2 separate regions of the Mus musculus genome follow, and region 2 is linked to region 1. A link is a contact called in public HiChIP or PLAC-seq data. All regions are on one chromosome and are shown on one strand. The core of a region is the stretch at or near the end of the contact, and the rest is flanking DNA. Distances in the headings are between cores, read along the strand shown.

Evidence for each region. HiChIP or PLAC-seq counts read pairs in DNA pulled down with a chosen protein or histone mark.
Region 2: a contact with region 1 is called in an HNF4G HiChIP or PLAC-seq map of pancreatic cancer cells. The contact joins the enhancer-like site here to the promoter of Mex3d in region 1. A contact is called at or near these places in 15 of 39 promoter capture datasets (the 3T3-L1 cell line, 3T3-L1-derived adipocytes, the C10 cell line and 12 more), 3 of 15 datasets of contacts at CTCF or cohesin (CD8 T cells, the NIH/3T3 cell line and large pre-B cells), 2 of 484 Hi-C or Micro-C datasets (pro-B cells and uterus), 7 of 115 datasets of contacts at active chromatin or transcription factors (the 230-238 cell line, embryonic stem cells, pancreatic cancer cells and 1 more) and 3 of 9 other capture datasets (adipose tissue, liver and pancreatic islet).

The regions. Positions count from the first base shown.
Region 1 is chr10:80,384,973-80,391,637 of GRCm38.p6, forward strand. Mex3d (mex3 RNA binding family member D) reads right to left here and starts at 2,679. Exons shown (of 2, transcript NM_198615.2): 1 at 1,689-2,679. The coding sequence starts at 2,448. It overlaps Gm30823 (a long non-coding RNA gene), which reads left to right and starts at 2,788. Exons shown (of 3, transcript XR_380610.3): 1 at 2,788-2,925; 2 at 6,333-6,464.
Region 2 is chr10:80,458,820-80,465,484 of GRCm38.p6, forward strand. No RefSeq gene overlaps it. Among named protein-coding and RNA genes, the nearest start is that of Gm40716, 13 kb to the right of the region's middle. Within about 2 kb of position 2,737, at least 11 of the 459 cell types and tissues checked have an H3K27ac peak or open chromatin away from gene starts, as enhancers often do. A contact at or near this core is called in pancreatic cancer cells, where this site is marked.

The DNA of each region.
Region 1 (6,665 bases), core at 1,429-3,928:
GGTGGGATAAGCTGGAACCACAGATGTCAGAGGCAAGGGCCCTGAGGCTGACGCCCTGTCCCTATATCCAGGGTGCCCTCCATGTGGCTCTGAGTCCATTTACTGAGCTGAGACTTGCGGACCACACCAATCCAGGGCTTATGAACATCTGCTCAGTGTCCAGGGGTCACCCCAGCACAGTGGGGGACTCAAGGCCAAGCTTGCTGTTGGCCACCAATGGCACCCCACATCTCAGTAACACAGCAGACTGGGACTGAGCCCGACGCCCCTGGACTTGATTCTCCAAAGAGTGCTAAGCTATACATTTACATGGAACTGTGGTGGGCTCCGCCTCCAGAAAGAGGCAGCAGGCAGCAGGTGACTTTGAGACAAAAGATGATAATCCTTGACTTCTTCATTTGGCCACACAGACTCTGAACAGGTCTGGAAAACTGGTCCCAGTACAGTTACAGGGGATGGCATTGGGCGGGAAGCCAGCCCAAGGTGGCATTGAGCCTACACAAAGGGACAGCTGGCTCACAGATGACTGTCCCCACCCTCGAGGGCCCCTAGGCCCAGCACCGCCCATTCTCGGTAGGCATGGAACGGATAAATGACAGAAGAGCAGGGGATACTCCTGGAACTCGGGAAGTGGCCACGGGTGGCCTTTGCTTGTTGGAGGATGGCAGTCACCTTTGCAATTCAAACCACTCACATCCTCCTCCATTCCTGAGGGTCCAGGGATGCCTGAGCCCCACCCTAAAGTTCTTAGGCTGATCCCCGATCTTAGCTGGGATATGAGGAGTGGGCTGCTGTGGTGAGGAGGGAAGGGGAAAGTTGGGGGTCATCACTATCCAGGCTTGTGGGTGTGTGAAGGGCCGGGCACTGCCCACCACAGTCCTGCCCGCCCCAGCAGCTCAAGGGCCAATGAGCAACGGCTGGCCTGATGTCACTGTGCGAATCTCAGCCTGGCTTTCGAACAAAGAGAACAATGGGGCGGCCAACAGAGACACTCCCCAGCTCCACAGTGCTGCCGCAGGGACCCCCATGTCTGGGTAGATTAGATCCCTATACCCTGGGACCGCTGGGGGTCAGCCTGTCAAGATGGGCGGGGTGAACCCCATGGAGAGCTTCTACAGCCAGGAGACCCTCCTATAAATGCCAGATTCTCAAGCTCAGGGTTCGCTGGGGGCTATAGTCATTTTCTCAGAGGACAGCACCTAGTCCGGACCTCCAAGCTAGAGAGCTAAGAGAGGCACCTTCTATCTAAACTACTATACTTCAATCCTGCCCTCCGGGCACCCTCCCTGGGCTAGCAAGTCTAAGCTGGCCCCGCCCCATGCCTATCTGTGGGTGGGTGGGGGGCAGCCCTAGCTGCTTCTAAGGGGCCTATGTCCTAAGGTGTCCCCCAGCTATGGCACATGGACTGTGGTTGTCCCTAGGAACCCAGACAAAGGCCGCGGTTGTGGCCACAGCTTGGGCAGTGCCCAACTTCTGCAGCAGCCGGCAGCTTTGAACAAAGGCGCCAAGAAATCCACCGAGGCCTAGATTCCACACGGGGCGTGTCCCTGGGGTCTCCTGGTCACATTCACCCTGGGCTAGAACGGGCCACAGCTTGTCCCTTCCTCCCACCAATACATACGTGCCCCCCTCAATATTTATCCAGGAGAATAAGCGCGCCCCTGCACTCCTCGACGGCAGCCACTCACCCTGACGACCCACGATCTCCGCGACATGCTCCGAGCTGGGCACCGGCACACACTCGGTCATGTTCACGCTTTTCTTGCGACTCCCGATCACGTTCAACTGCTCAGCCAGCAGCGTCGAGGGACCCAGGGCAGCCGGGTGTGGCGCGAAGCTGGCGAACACGTCTGGGGGTGATGGCCGGGGGCTCACGTCGGGGTCCAAAAGAGGCAGCCCGCCGGGGGCCACCGAAGAAGCCACGGCCATCGTGGGTGCCAGGGTCACCGAGGGTGTCAGTGCCATTGAGGGTGCCACCGTCACCGAGGGTGCCACAGCCATGCAGGGTGCACAAGTCACCGAGGGTGCCAGGGCCATCGAGGGTGCACTGGTCACCGAGGGTGCCAGGGCCATCGAGGGTGCACAAGTCACCGAGGGTGCCAGGGCCATCGAGGGTCCCACGCCCATCGAGGGCGCACCAGTCACCGGGGGCGCCACGGCCACCTCGAGCTCGTCGGGGGGCGCGGGCTCATCCTCTCCGCATTCTGTCGCCCCGTCCGCGCTGCGTGTCGCCATCCCTTCATCTCCGGGGCGCGCGCCCCCCAGCCCGAGCGCGGACAGCTGGTCCAGCGCCAGGCGCAGCGCAGCGGCCGCGTCGTCGGGCTCGGGTGGCGGCCGGGGCGCGGCATCCTCGGCTCCCGCGAGTGCAGGGTGCGGATGCCCGGGGTCGCCGGCGGTGGTCCCGGTTCCCGCGCCGCCCGCGTCGGGCTGCCCGGTGGAGCCCGGCATGGCTTTAGCGCTCGGGCCCGCGCCGCCGCCGCCGCCCGCGCCGCCCTCCGCGTCTGCGAGCTCGGCCGCCGGCCGCCGGCATCCAGCGGCGGGGCGGGGACGGCGGCGCGGGGATGCTGCGGGGACGCGGGGCTGCGGGGCGGTGGCGCTGTGGCAGGGCTGGCGGCGGCTCCTGGGCGGCCGAGGCGGCGGCGGCGGCGGCGGCGGCGGCGGCGGTGGCACGGGACGCTCGTGCCCTCCCTCCCTCCGCCCTCCCGCCGCCCCGCCCCGGCCCCGCCCCGCGACGTCACCGCGGCCAACAATGGGCAACGCCGCTGCGCACGCGCGGGCCGGGCCGGCAGTCACGTGTTTGCCCCGCCCCCGCCCAGGGTGCGGACCCTCCCCTTCCTCCTCCCTCTCCCCCTCCCCCTGGCCCGCCCGCACGTGCGGGAGGCGCCACAGGTGGGTCGGCGGAGCCCGCAGTTCTGAGCCACCTTGGTGCGTCCCGGGGATATGGGGAGGGTCGTGTGCTCCAGGAGCCCTCGCCATCACCCCTGGCTTCCCCGGCCTCCTCCCAGTGCCCGCCAGGGGACCTTCGGGACCTCTATCAGGGATCACTTGGCGGCCACACTGTGTTTCCCCTTCCCCGATCCCACAAAATCATCTCTGTGCTCAAAAGTGTGGAGTCCCCCTCCTGTGTCTTTCTTCTCTAGTCAGTCCTCGCTCTTCGAGAGCAGGGAAATCCTCCCCGTGTGCCTGGAGACCTTGGGGACCCTCTGGCAGGGATCACCTCGCAGCCACACGGTGTTTTCTTTCACATCAGCCCCTACACTGTGACTACATCGTAAAGGCAATATTCTCTAGTACCTGGCTTGCCCCAGGCTGTCCTTGCCCTCCAGAAGCCGGGGATTTCTACCTATGTGCACCTGGGGACTCTCTAGTTTAGGGTACCACACTGACTCTGGTCCCCCACCTCACCCTCAGTCATGGAACCCACTCTGAGTAACAGGGTGGCGCCAGCTCCTGTGCTGTGTTCTTCCAGCTGGTTCTGTCCTCCTCCTGACGACGGCGCCTCTATCCCAAGCACATTTAATGACTTGGGGACCCATTCCCCGAGTCACGTCCTTCCTGGCATGGTGTCTGGGCAGCCAGAGGTCCCTTTCCCCAAGTCAAGCCTTTCCCAACAGCTCATCCTTGGGGGTGGAGGGGGTTGTGTACACCCAAACTTAGACATAAGCACTTAGAACTTGTGGGGTGAATCGCTTCCCAGCAGACACTGCCCATAATCATTTGAGACGACCCTCACTGGAGATGCTGGGCTCTGAGGAAGGCAGCCTCTTCCACAGGCTCTGCCTACCTCCAGGGCCATACTGTCCCCAGCTGTTGCATATACCTCAGAGTTCCTGTTGAGATTTCTCATGAACAGGGAACAGGATGGACCTTGTCTGGGTCCTTGCCTACAGCTGACTGCAACCTCAGGTCAGTTGTGTCCCAGGGTCTGGGGCAGAGGCCGCTCCATTCTGCAGCGTTCTTAGCCACAACAGTGCCCCTCCCCCAATCCATGCCTTCCTGTCACTTTTACAACCATCATGAACACAAGTGCAGGTTGGAACACAGAGTGTCCTCACACCCCCAGTGTGTTAGTTCTTCTGCCCAGAAGCCACCTTGACCCTAATAAAAGGTCAAGAGCCAGTAGGGTACCATGGCTCACACCTCTAAGTCCCAAGCCATCCTAGTTTACTCAGGAAGTTCCAGGTCAGCCAGGGCTGTGAATTAAGAGCCAGTTTAATAATAATTACTATTATTATTATACTTAGATTATTGTTAAATCAAAGCTGGATGCTAGTGGCACAGGACTTGGGAGGCAGACAGGCAGTTTCTCTGTGAGTTTGGGGCTAGCCTTGTCTACACAGGGAATTCCAGTACAGACAAGACTATGAAGAGAAACCTTGCTTCAGGAGGGCGGGGAGAAAAGGAAAAAAAAAAAAAAGGAAGTACTGACTCCTCTTCCTAACATCTATGTCTAGCCATTCCCTGGGCCCCAGCTACAGTCCTTGTCCTTGACTTGGCAGAAACTTCAGCAGCCTTGGCAGGTATTCAAAGCCAGAGGCTAACCTGGGCTGCACGCAGTCAAGCGGGTCACTTCTGCCCACCCAGCCAGAGTTTGAACTACTGGCTGTGAGCAGAGATGGAGGGCAGAGACACTCAGATGTGAAGCTGTGGACCAGGAGGGAGGGGAGAGAGGAGGGGGTGTGAAGCTGAGCACCAGAGGCACCTCAAGTAGCCTTCCAAGATTCGGAAAGAGACAGCCTCAAAATGGTGAGGCTCCAAATTTAAATTATAGCCGAGTGTTTGCGATCCCAACACCTGGGAGGTGAAGACAGGAGACCCTGTGCATCGAGGTCAGTGGTCCTAGCCTAATTCCTGAGTTCCAGGTTCAGCAAGAGACTCTGTCTCAAACTAAGTCTGTGGGGGCAGAGAGAGAACTCACTGCTTTTGTAGGGACCTGGGTTCAGTTCCCAACACCGACATGACAGCTTACGACTGCTTGTAAGTCCATTCCCAGGAGACCCACTGCCCTCTTTGGACCTTTAGGGCTCCTGTATGCATGTGGTGCACAGACAGAAACTCAGGTGTACACATTTTTTTTTCCCTGTGTGTAGCCCTGGCTGTCCTGGAACTCACTCTGTAGACCAGGCTGTTCGAACTCAAGAGATCCACTTGCCTCTGACCAAGGGGTAAACTGAGTATGGTGTCTCACGCCTTCAATCCCAGCACACAGGAGGCAGAGGCAGGTGGGTCTCCTTGAGTTTGAGGCTAGCCTGGTCTAGAGAGAAAGATCTTATCTATAAACATCAACAGCATAAGGGCATTTCTCTTACCCAGCATGCAGAGAGCCCAGTTCTAGAGACAGTGCAGGGAGGGTTTCAGGTGAGGCTGCTGGGGCATTTCCCTGGAGGAGCCTTTCGGGTGTGGAACTGACCCCAGGAACCAACACTGGGTGAAGTACTTGCCCTGCCACTGTGATGGGCCTGAGTCACATCCCCAAGACGTAGGCATGTAAAATCCTGATATGGTAGGCCCTGACCCTGCCAGTGACCTGCTGGAAGGGACCTGAGGGGTGACATCAGCTGTGGTGGACTACGACAGGCATGCATGAACACACACAGACACCATGAACAACATAAACCAATAAAGCAAAGTAACCTAAGATAAACTCAACACTTGGAGGGCTGTGGTGAGTCTCAGCAGTGGAGTGCAGCCGAGCCTATGTTCATCCTAATCTCTAAACAAACTAAGAAATAAATACGAGGAAGACGTGATTCAATGCTTACAGTTCTGGCCGCTCTCCCAAAGACTCGGGTTCACTTCCCAACACCCACATGGTGGCTCACAACTGTCTGTAACCCCAGTCCTAGGGTTCTGAGCCCTTGCGGCTTTTGTATGTGCTGCTCACACAGGGTGCACACCTCAAGTTCCTGAAAGCACGGACAGGCACTTGCTTCCAAGCCTGCCAGCGGCACCTGACGCCCTGGACCCTGCCCTCAGACCTTTACTCCAACGCTGTGGAATTAAAGATGTGAACAGCTACAGAGAGATGAGGAGGCAGTTTGCAGCCCCTTTATGGAAGGGAAGGTAGCCTGGGTCACTTTGCTGAGCCTTGGTACAAGCTTCCCTTAATGACAATAAAGCTAAATGTGCAGCCCTTTGATTCATTTGGAAGTGAATCCATGTTGGAGTCCATGTCCAGGGTCGAGTCTTGGTGGGCAGCACAGTGGTCTGGGTTCCATCCCCAGCGCTAAAATCATGAGCCTCCTCCATATAGTTCCAGAATTTCCCATCATCCCAAAGGAGGCCCTATCCTCCTGATGCCTGTCCTCATGGTTGTTTCCTGCTTTCTCCAGGTCTGGAGTTTACTGTTACAGAGTCCCACTGTGAGCTTGTCTGTGGCATACTGGCTTGGCTTTGGTACATTACAACCTTGTTTTCCTACTCATGGCCTAGCAACATTCTGGCAAATGGATGACCCCATGCAGGTAAGCTTTACCTCTGGTGCCACCATCCTTTGTCACACTGGCTGGACAGAAACATGGCCCCGGGGGTGGGGTATTGGGCTGAGCAAGTTTGTGGTGGCTGCAGGACAGCAGGCGGGCTGTGGGGTTGCTGGGTGACCTGGATGACACATGTGACAGGAGATTTTAAAAAGATGAAAGGGTTGGAGGTGCAGAGGAACATCA
Region 2 (6,665 bases), core at 1,487-3,986, 74 kb after region 1:
CGCTATCTCTCCCTGGCACAGACGGTGATGTTCCAAGGATGGCAGGAAGATGGGCCGAGCCCAGGCCAGCCGATCAATAACTCCATCAGCACGGGCCCAGCGGAAGCCAGGCCCATCCCCGCCCTCCTGGGAACGGATAAGCCACAGGAACCCTCTTGAGGGACGCTGGGCACCCGCCCATGCCAGCAGGCCATCCTATCTCCCATGGAAGTGGCCAGTTCCTAAATTGCCCAGACGGGCTGCTCCGCAGGCCCACATTGAGGCCTTTAATAGCAGGGACTTAATGTTTTATTGTTGGTTTTAAAAGCGTAATTAGTTGGAGTGTAAACAGAAAAAAAAAACCCTGCTTAATTAAGAATTTTTAAACAGGGGTGTATAACTGCCGGAAACATTGACGAACCCTCAGGTACCTTCATAAAATCGATCCGGGATGAGGCTGGGAGCGGAGCGGACGGGCAGGGCACTGGGGACAGTGCTGGAGGAGACACTGTGAGGGATGTGGCTCATCCCCTTCGGCTGGGACCCCAGGGAGTTGGTTCTTTATGACCAGGGTCTGGGAAGTAGGGCCTGATGGCTTTTACGCATTGATGGAGGTGACAGTTGGCCAGATAGCTGCCAAGAAGCGCCCCGGGGGTGGCCAGGAGCCAAGTCCTGTGATCCTGGGGGTGGCTGGGGGTGGAGAAGCCTTGGCCACTTCAGGCCAGCTCTGGACACAGATCATGAGGTTGGCCAGTGGCACCCAGTAGCATGGATAGCATCCTGTAGTCCCTCTGTGTCACCTCCCTAACGCTCCAGCCTGTTTGAGTCAGGGGTGAAGCCTTAATCATTCAATATGCTGTTTGATTTGTGTGTGTGTGTGTGTGTGTGTGTGTGTGTGTGTGTGTGTGCGCGCGCGCACATGTGTGCACATGTGTGTACATGTTCATGCCCGTGTCCCCGTGTTTTTATGTGCGTGGGTGGAGGCCAACGCCATGTGTCCTCCTGCTCTGACTTGTTTTGGAGCCAGAGGCTCTCACTGGCCTGGAGCTCAGCTCAGATGGCTGGCAGGGCCCGTGGTGATCCTTCTGCTCCTGTCTTCCCAGTGCTGGGATGGCAGGCACTCACCACATGTGCAGCTGGTGCCAGGTGTGGATCAGGGTCTTCCTGCTCGAAAGGCAAGCCTTCGCCTCCTGCCTTCACCTCTGCTGAGCCTCCACCCACCCTCCCTTTGCTTTTTTTTTTTTTTTTTTTTGAGACACTGTTTTTCTGTGTAGTCCTGGTTGTCCTGGAACTCACTCTGTAGACCAGGCTGGCCTTGAACTCACAGAGATCCACCTGCCTCTGCCTCCCAAGTGCTGGGACTAAAGGTGTGCACCACCATGTCCAGCAAGCCTCTTATTTTTAAAAATATATTATTGATGTTGTTTGACCCAGGACCTAACTCTGTAGCTCAGACTGGCCTCTATCTCTGAGACTGCCCTGCCTCAGCCTCTGAGTACTGAGATAACAGGGCGCACGGTTGCACCTGGTGCTAATGGTGGGGAAGGGGTTTGTAGTTACTCAGTTCAGAGATCTCATTTACAAAATAATCCAGACGTGCCACGTGGTGTATAGCAGGTTCTCTTCTGAGCTGGGCCCAACAAACAAGCTGACTCAGCATTCTAGACCTGGAGACACCGGTCTCCTTCACTTTTAACCCTTGGACCCTCTTCAGGGACATGGGTCTGTTATACAAAGATGTGGGAAGGCCTGGACTAGGGTCAGTGCAGTCGGTGTATGCCAAACTAGCAGCCTCCTGCCAAGGCACAGGGCATGGGGACTGTCCCCTTTCACATGACTGAACATGAAGCTTGACCAGGGCAAGCTAGGTAGGCTTGGGATCCAGTTCTGTCTGGTTCTGAGGACTGAGCTTGCCCTAGACAGACCCAGGGTAAGTCCCAGGCTTTCAAGTCCCAGGACAAACATATCCCACTGGGAGCTGCATTCCTCTATCCCTACATCCTGTCAGAGTGGAGTCTCTGAGGCTTCTTTTGGGTGATCAGAGAGGTTGGGGTAGAGACTGGGAGCAACCCAGCATGCTGACAGGGCTGTGTTCTCTGAGTGGTGGCAATTCCCAGAGGATCACAGATCACAGAGACAGAAATATCCGCAGGTGGGGAGAACCTGAGGCCAGTGCTGCGTGGCCCGTCCCAGTGGTACTCCACCTCGGCCACAGCAGATCAGTAGCTGGTCAGGCAAATGTGCTGTGGCCAGATCAACTGCAGGCTGCCCACACAGGGTGTCTGGCTTCTGAGAGTTCTGGAAGGTTCTCCCGGCTTCTCCCTCCCTCCCCCCTTCACTGTGTATCTTTCTGGCTCATTTTTTCCCCTCTTTCCTGTCTTTTGTTGTTTTGGTTTGCAGAGGCATGGGCTCACTCTGTAGCCCAGAATGGCCTTGGAACTCACAGCAATTCCCCTGCATTAGCCTTCCAAATACTGAGGTTTCAGGTATTCAGCACTGCTCAGGGACCAGCCGAGTCTGTCTTCTTCCTTGTGCTTCTTGGACCCTGAAGGAGAAGCTGAGATCTCTAGAAAATTCCTCCCGAGGGCTGAGGCTCAGGAGGTGAGGGACCCCCCTGGCAGGCAGGAAGCCCCGAAGCTGAGGGAAATGAAGGCCCCTGTGGTAGGGGTTCTTCCGGGTTCGCATCCATGAAGACCCATCTGTTACCTCATGGTCTTGGCTTCCCGGGAATCCCTGCTCTGTGGTTTTGGCTGCACCAGTCTGTGGTCTGAGGAACCCACAGTGAAGTAGATGGCCATCTAGAGAGACCGGGGCTAACAGGAGACTCTGCCTGGAGCGAGGGGTGAGGCTCTATAGAACTGCTGATAGAACAGTGTGTCCAGGGGGATCCTTTGGACTGAACCCCAATGTATCTCATTGAGCAAAACCCATGAGGCCAGAGAGTCCAGTCAAAGCCCCAAGGGGCACGCTTGCAAGTAAGTGCTGTCTCCGTTTGATTTTATTTTGTGAGAATGTTCATGTGAATGGAAGCCAGAGGTGATGTCATGAGTGTTTCTGTTGCTCCTAGTTTTGAGTTTTTTACTATAAAAATTACATTTATTTATTGTGTTTTGTGTGTGTGTGTGTGTGTGTGTGTGTGTGTGTGTGTGAGAGAGAGAGAGAGAGAGAGAGAGAGATGAAAGGGTAGTTTGCCCATGGTTGGTGCTCTCCTTCAGTCTTGGAGTCTTGGGGATTGAACTCAGGTGGCCAGGATTGGCTGCAAGCCCCTGCTGTGCCCTCTTGCCACCCCTTCCTTGCTTTTGAAGACATAATGCTTCACTGAAGCTGGGGATCCCATGAGGTTGAGCTGTCTGGTGGGTGCTCAGCATGAGGCCTGGAACCCAGGTCTTCACCATGGTGACTGACACCTTGTCTGTCCTTTGAGCCCTCACCCCTCTCAGATACACTCACGCAGCCTCCAGTTTGCCATCCCCCATCACAAGTCACCAGGGCACTTGCTGACAAACCACCCTGAGTACATCTGAAAAATAGATTTGCTTTTATTTTTGATTTTTTAAGGGGTTAGTCACATAGGGCAGTCTGGAACCAACCAGGCTAGACCCCAACTCACAGCCACTGTCCTGCCTCCACCTCCCAAGTGGCTAGAATTACAGGCACGTTGTAGCCCTCCAAGCCCAGATTTTGTTTTTGAGACAGCGCTAACCCTGTAGTTCAGTCTATCCTAGAATACAAGATCTTCCTGCATCAGCCTTCAAATGCTGAGGTGACAGGTGTGTGCTCCACACGTGACTGAAAATGTCTGTTTTAAAGCAACATAGAGCTTGAACTTGCTTGCAGTGAAATATCAGGTTGGATCCTTGGTTCCAAAAAGCAGAGCTCCTACTAGTGGGGTGACAGACTCTGCTGCTCTGTGACAGCCATCACATCGGGGCCCATTTCTGCTTATCACAGGCACTTGGAGCCTCCAGAGCACATGGCAGAGGACCTAGGGTCTCTTCCCATCATCCTCAGTGGAGGTCAGGGGTAAAATAATCTGGGTCGATTGTTTCACAGACATAGACAGAAATATGAGGAAAAGTGGATGGATGGATGGATGGATAGATGGATGGATGGATGGATGGATGGATAGGTGGATAGATGAGTGGGTGGATGGGTAGATGGATGGGTGGGTAGGTGGATAGATGGGTCGGTGGTGGAGGGCAGAAAGGTAGGAGATGGATAGAATCCCTCTATTGTCTTCACAACTCTTTTTTAAAGTATATTATTGTGAAATAAAAAGTGTGTGTGTGTGTGTGTGTGTGTGTGTGTGTGTGTGTGTAACAGTTTTGATAAAGGACTGTTTCTCAGTATGGAAAGAACACTTAAGATCAGTAGGACTGGAATATTTGTGGCTCAGCAGTGGAATGCTCCATACTGAAATATAACACATAGAACTCGATATCATAGAAGAAATTATTTGATTAAAAATGATATATCAGCTTACAAATATGTTAGCAAAACACAGTGATATGCGTGAGTCATCTCAAAATTTGAGAAGTTGCAGCAGGAGGATTACTCTGGGTTCCAGGCTAAACTAGGTTGCAGAAGGAAGATACTGTCTTAGAGGAACACAGATCTGCTAATTAGAAATTAACATAAAGCCGGGTGTGGTGGTGCACACCTTTAATACCAGTACTTGGGAGGCAGAGGCAGGTGGATTTCTGAGTTCGAGGCCAGCCTGTCTCGGAAAAAAAAAAAAAAGAAAATTAACATAAAGTATGAAAAAGAATTGGCACAGAGGACAATTCCAGAATAGTTTAGAAGTAACAGGAGTGGGAATTCTGCATATCAAGATACAGGGGCCACTCCTATCCATGAATCTGTCCCCTAAAGTGCTGATGTTGCTACAGGAATAGTCAGGAAGAGTAAATAACATCAGGAAACCAGGGAGAAAAGGATTGACAGAGCCAGGCAGAGCAGAGGCTGCGCTAACAGAGATAAAAGGCAAAATTAACAGCGTGGAAAGGGAAAGCCAGCAGACTCGGAATAAGTCCGCTTTGCCTTGCTGCACTTAAAAATAGCCAAAGCAGATAAGCTGAAGGGGAGGGAATCTCAGAGGGTGAAGAGCTTGCTTTACCAGTGTGGGGATCTGAGTCCCCACCAGATTCACCAGAGTTCTCGGAAAGTCAGGGTGCCCTGGTGGTGGCAGCTCCAGCATCAGCTAGATACAAGTAGAATCACCCGAGCACGCCGGCCCGTGGGTGTGTCTGTGGGGACTGCTGTGGGGTGGAGCGCGGCGGTGCTGGCCTTTAATCTCAGTACTCAGAGGGCAGAGACAGGAGGATCTCTGCAGGGGATGTGACTAGCTGCCTCCCTTCCCTTCCCCAGCGTGGTGGTCTGGAAAGGGTTAATGAGAGCCAATACAGGGACGGGTACCCGGTGGGCTTAACTAGTGACGGGGGAGCGGGGGGGGGGGGGTGACGGGGGGGGGGGGCAAGCACGTCAAGAGTTGCCCTCAGCGCGCGCGCGCACACACACACACACACACACACACACACACACACACACACACACACACACACACACACACACACACACACACACACACACACACACACACACACACACACACACACACACACACACACACACACACACACACACACACACACACACACACACACACACACACACACACACACACACACACACACACACACACACACACACACACACACGCCCTGGCTCCTGGCTCCTCCCTCCTGGGACTTGGAATCCAAGTCCTCTGTGTGCTGCGAGGAGAGCCGGGGAATGACCTCAGGGCGACAATGGGAAGCTGAGGTTTTCCACTCTCCTCATCCCTTAAAACAAAAACTGAGAGAAAAATTATTTTAATTTTCTGTGCCCTGCTTCCTTGCCGGGGTGCAGGCAGAAGGCCGGCGGAATGGGTGGTCCCCAGTGGTTTCCTGTACAGGACTGGAAGCGGGAAAGAGCGGGGGTCTGGGACGAATGCTGTGTGTGGTTCCCAGGCTTTGGTATACCCTGGGGCTGCTGGCACAGCGCTGGCAGGCAGACATGGGGTCCGCGCGCGCAGGACTGGAAGGGGAAGGCAGAGCCCAGCGGAGCAGAACCTGTCTCATTCCTAGGGAGCGCTGAGGGTACAGGGAGCTGGAGGAGAAGGCTTTCCCCGGGGATTTAAGCTATGCCCTTTCATGTGAGGCCTTCCCTACAGCGATCCTTAAAGAAGAGACAGAGGACCCTTGCTTGTTCATACTGACTTTTTTGGATGGTGAATGTGAATGGATGTACTTTACTCAGAGCGAACCAGGGATTGAATACCTTTTGCGGGAAGGAATGACCAGAAAGGGAAGTTTGCCTGAACACTTGGGGACTAAATACCTCATTAGCACAGAGAACTTCAGGTGTTTATGCTCTGTGACCCAGTGACCACAGTCCTTTCAATGGGGTGTCAAGGTTAAATTCCAGAGCAGGGACAGAAAGGGGCAGGGAGCAGCTCGACTCCTGCCAATTTCAAGTCATCCTGACCAGTTCTGCTTGGTGGCACAGCGCACAGGTCCTACAAGTATTTTGCCTGCATGTATGTCCGTGCACCAAATACATGCAATGCCCATAAAAGCCAAAAGTGAGGGCATCAGATTCCCTGGAGCTGGAGCTACAGTTAGCTGTGAACCACCATGTGCTGAGAA